2 separate regions of the Danio rerio genome follow, and region 2 is linked to region 1. Evidence: chromatin contacts called from public Hi-C data. All regions are on one chromosome and are shown on one strand. The core of a region is the stretch at or near the end of the contact, and the rest is flanking DNA. Distances in the headings are between cores, read along the strand shown. Region 1 has its middle 33 kb from the start of snai2. Region 2 has its middle 67 kb from the start of snai2.

Evidence for each region. A called contact is a pair of places that touch in the nucleus more often than the background predicts.
Region 2: a Hi-C map of an unstated tissue shows a contact between it and region 1, with 2.2 times the contacts expected there. The contact joins two enhancer-like sites. A contact is called at or near these places in 2 of 18 Hi-C or Micro-C datasets (caudal fin and an unstated tissue).

What each region holds. Positions count from the first base shown.
Region 1 is chr24:39,124,520-39,127,219 of GRCz12tu, reverse strand. No RefSeq gene overlaps it. Among named protein-coding and RNA genes, the nearest start is that of snai2, 33 kb to the right of the region's middle. Within about 2 kb of position 1,424, at least 9 of the 62 cell types and tissues checked have an H3K27ac peak or open chromatin away from gene starts, as enhancers often do.
Region 2 is chr24:39,159,357-39,162,056 of GRCz12tu, reverse strand. No RefSeq gene overlaps it. Among named protein-coding and RNA genes, the nearest start is that of snai2, 67 kb to the right of the region's middle. Within about 2 kb of position 1,331, at least 16 of the 62 cell types and tissues checked have an H3K27ac peak or open chromatin away from gene starts, as enhancers often do.

The DNA.
Region 1 (2,700 bases), core at 175-2,674:
GATCATTTGGAAAAGTGGCAGAAGGCCGATTTTTCTGATGAATCATCTGTTAAACTGCATCCCAATCATTAAAAATACTGAAGACCTATTAAAACCAGCATAGGCTTAAGATTCTCACAGAAAGCAGTCAAGTTTGGTGAAGGAAAAATCATGGTTTGGGGTTACATTGAGTATGGGGGTGTGCGAGAGATCTGCAGAGTGGATGGCAACATTAACAGCCTGAGGAATCAAGACATTACATTACAAACCACAGGACAGGGAAAATTCTTCAGCAGGATAGCGCTCCTTCTCATACTTCAGCCTCCACATCAAAGCTCTTGAAAGCAAAGAAAGTCAAGGTGCTCCAGGATCGGCCAGCCCAGTCACCTAATCTGAACGTTATTGAGCATGTCTGGGGTAAGATGAAGGAGGCATTAAAGATGAATCCAAAGAATCTTGATGAACTCTGGGAGTCCTGCAAGAACTCTTTCTTTGCCATTTCAGATGACTTTATTAATAAGTGATTTGAGTCATTGCAGAGATGTATGGATGCAGTCCTCCAAGCTCATTAGAGTCATACACAATATTAATTCTTGTTCCACTGCAGCATGACTTTATATTCTATACTGTACATTATTTCTGTTAAGGGATAAGACTTTAGTCTAAGCACAGTCAGACCTTACTGTCCTAATAAAATAATTAAAAATCAAGGCATGATCATATTTTATTTTGGTAAAACAAGTGTAATCTAGAGGCCTTTGCCTTTCATATGAGCCACTTCTTATACCAAATGATCAACTGGAAGTCAAGTTATTATATTTGTTGTTCCAAAAAAACTTGGATAGGCGACAAGACTTTTGTCAGGTAGTGTAGGTTAATTGTGTTAATTATGCAAGGTATGTTTATTAGCCAAGTCATTGTACAACATTGGTTTGTTCTGTAGCTAATCTGAAAAACATTTTTTTAATTCCAGCCAAACTAAAAGAAATACGACTTTATCCAGAAAAAAAAAACATATAATAGAAATATACTGTGAAAAAAGTTCCATGCTCTGTTAAACATCACTAGGCCTGTTAAAGACTGATAATATGGAGATGAAATATTCCAAAGCCGCTCTTTGTAATGTCAGTCAGAGTTTAATGTGTTTAAAGTATTTAATAATGGATTCTCTTTTTCAGCATTGATGAAAGTGATTAATTCATCAGCATACGATGCGCTTCATTCAAACTGAAGCTTTAACCAATTTTCAGAACTATAAAAACTTCTAGTAAGAATCTCGTTCCCAAGAGGCCAATAAATCCCGAAGCAAAGCTGGATTCTCCAGGCTCTTCCCTGCTGATTGTTGATTTAGAGGAGCTGATTTGGCGCGGGTGGTGTTTCTGTCCGTCTGCTTCACATCCTCCTGACTCAGAACTCCTACAGCTGGAGCTGACGGACCTGTGTTACTCAGCAGACACAACACCACAAGCACACACACAACATTACATCACGCAAACACACAATCTGGAGCACATCTGAGCATAGTATTTTTAGCTTTGCCAACCGCTGGAATTGCTGTTCAGTATTAGTCATGGTTCACTCAGGTGATCCTCCCTTAAGGGAACACATTTAGGGATTTAATAGTACACTGTAAACATGATATTTTGAGATACAATTCAATTCATAGCGCTTTTACAATAGCCCCTTTCACACAGTGATGCCGTTAAATATCCGGAAAATTTCCGGAACGACTTTACCGGTGTATTCAAAAAAGCGCTGTTCATACAGGCGAGGACGTTACGGAATTTTTACGGAAAAGAGCATTCACACATCCATCGCAAAATGCCGGTAAATTCTGACATCATTAACCAGAAATGACCTCTAAACGGCTGCGCTTGTGTTTGTAAACATTTGACTACATTACAAACTCTTTGGATGGATCAGTATTGAGTACAACTCCAATGAAAACATAGAGAAACACTTTCGCATGTCGAGATGTACTTGATATGTGTGTGTGCTGGCGCTATGGGCGCTCACGGGCACACGCAAAGCTTGAAGGTAAACAAACAACGGAATATCATAAACATTTTATCGATAATTATTCACACAGTTAGCATTAAGAAGGAACATAGAAACGTCATCTGACTAACATCTTGCAGCTAAATGTGTCTGGAAAAATATTCAAAGGCTTTTATTCTCATAAACCGCGCGCACGTGAATGCGTCTGACTGTTCTGATTAGCTAAAGTAGACGTTTCACGTCAGCACGTTCTAGACGTGGACGCGCTCTTTCCGGCAATCTTCCTTCTGCATTCACACAGCGCAGCATTCCGGCAAATTACCGGTAATGTTACAACTTCGCTTTCCGAAAAATAGCCGGAATGAATTTACCGGTATTTTCAAAAAGGGCCTGTTCACACATACAACCTTTGCGGAAAATTGCCGGTAATTTTCCGGAAAGGTCTGTATGTGTGAAAGGGGCTGTAGATTAAGCTTCATTCCAGTTTTGAAGTTTAGTTTCATTCAGTTCAGTGGGATATAATGTAAATGCAATGGTGTAAAGTAACTAATTACAAGCACTCAAATTACAGTAATTAAGTAGTCTTTCTCTGGAATTGTAATGTACTAATTAGTTTTATAAATGTGTACTTTTTCTTGCCCTTGAGTACGTTTTTAGTGCAGTGTCAGTACTTTTACTCCACTACTTAACTTCAACCTGCAGTCACTACTTTATTATTTCTTG
Region 2 (2,700 bases), core at 82-2,581, 35 kb before region 1:
GAATAAAAAAAGAAAAGAAAGACATAATAGGGGGATCTGTCGGACATAGCACAGTGCTCATTCAGTAAAGGCACAGCTAAACAGATGTGTTTTCAGTCTTGATTTGAATGTCTAATGTTGGAGCACATCTGATTATTTCTGGAAGCTGATTCCAGCAGCGAGGGGCGTTGTAGCTGAAAGCAGATTCACCCTGCTTTGACTGAACTCTTGGAATTTCTAGTTTATCTGATCCTAAAGATCTGAGTGAATATGTTGGGGTTGCATTCAGTGAACATATCTGTGATGTATATTTAGCTCCTATGCCTTTTAGTGATTTATAGACAAGTAATAACTCTTTAAAATCTATCAGTGTAAAGACCTGAGGACAGGTGTGATGAGCTGCAACTGTCTGACTGTCGTTTTGGGAAGGCCAGTGAGGAGGCCGCTACAGTAATCCACCCTACTGCTGATAAAAGCATGAACAAGTTTCTCTAAGTCTTCACTGGAAACAAAGCATCTTATTCTTGCAACGTTTTTGAGATGATAGTATGCTGATTTACTCACTGCTTTGACATGACTATTGAAACTCACATCTGACTCCAGAGTCACACCAAGATTCTTGACCTTATTTTTTGTTGTTTGACCCTTAGTGCCCAGGTACGCATTCACCTTGAGAACCTCATCCCTGTTCCCAAACGCAATGACTTCAATTTTCTCTTTGTTTAACTGAAGAAAGTCTTAGCACATCCAATTGTTACCTATCCCCACCCCTAACCACAACGTTATTAGGTGATGAGCAAATTGTACTAAATTGTACGAATTAGATTGTACGAATTAGCCACTAAATTAAAAAGTTACGAATTGCCGTGAGATTGCATTGGCCATAACCCAGCCTAATGTTATTGTACCTAAACAATGTGAATAATCGCTACACCGATCTGAGCCACACACCTCTCATCCACATCTGCCCAAAAGTGGTTAGCCGACATGCATGCAGTGGTTTAAGATGTTGGCTCGATGTTGGATTTTGGTCACTTTTTAACCACCTAAAATCAACCAAGTATCAACGTCATTATTGGACATCAAAATAACATCCTTAGACGCTGGCTAGACATTGAATTTTGGTACCCTGATATATCACAACCTAATAGTAATGTACTGTCTATTTTTTGGTCCTCTCTCTCTCTCTCTTACACACACACACACACACAGAGCTCTCTAACAGGTGCATGTCTTCATGTGTGCTGAAGCTCTTCCAGGAACAGAGCTGTGTTTTGTGTGTTTCAGCCGATCTCTGTGTCCTGGCCTTGGAGTGATGTCACTGCCCTTGTGGCTTGTGGGAGGTTTTCTGGTCAGAGTGAGAGATGAGATGAGTGTGAGGAGCGTGTTTTAACTTGTGGTGGGTAAAGCAGACTGCTCTGAGGAATGCAGGGACTTCGCGCACACACACACACACACACACACACACACACACACACACACACACACACACACACACACACACATATGTTTTGAATGATCAAAATAAAATATACAGTTGAAGTCAGAATTATTAGCTCCCTTAAACTATTAGCCCCCTGTTATTTTTTTCCCCAATTCCTGTCTAACGGAGAGATGTTTTCAACACATTTCTAAACATAATAGCTTTAATAACTAATTTCTAATAACTGACTTATTAATCTTTGCCATAAAGATAGCACATAATATTTGACTAGATATTTTTTAAGACACTATGTATATATATATATATATATATATATATATATATATATATATATGTATATATATATATATATATATGTATATATATATATATATATATATATATATATATATATATATATATATATATATATATATATATATATATATATATATATATGTATATATTTATTTATTTATTTATTTATACATTTATACAACAGTTGTGTCTGGTTCTTGAATCTGATTGGCTAATAGCCGTGGAATATTTTGCCAGTAACATCTCACAAAGGCCTCTTCACCTCTGTGTATTACTCCGCCCACATATAGCAAGCAACAAGCAGGCTACAGTTTGACAAATATTACTGGGATGGCAACTCCTTAACTACCACAAGTAAATCATTTAATTTGGTTTTGTTTTAATAATAAATAAATGTTATTATTATTAATAATTATTTATTTACTTGCTTACATTTTTTTATTATAAAGTTATTTGTTTTTAACATGCCGGTTTTATTTATTTATCTATCTATCTATCTATCTATCTATCTATCTATCTATCTATCTATCTATCTATCTATCTATCTATCTATCTATCTATCTATCTATCTATCTATCTATCTATCCATTTTTTTTATTTTTTGCTTGCTTGATATCTTTTTTTAAATTTGATGTTATTTGACTTTAACGTGCCATTAAAATCGATATTTATTTTGTTTGTTTAATAATCAATTTATTGACTTGTATAATTACTTGCTTATACTTATTTTTTATTTTATGTTATTTGATTTTAACGTATCATTAAAACACTCACACCTGTTTTTGCAAATTTTTAGTAAGTAAGGTTGGCAATTGCTCTCCCACAGGGGGGTTTGACTGGTTGGCAGAGCAGGGGTCTCAGAAAGTGATGCTTATTTTCCTGAAAAGGCCGTCTTGAATGTTAAAACGTCCCCCTACAGGTATTTTGATTGTTACACTCCTTTCTTTCTCAGTTATAAATGCTGCAAGATCAGTCTAGTG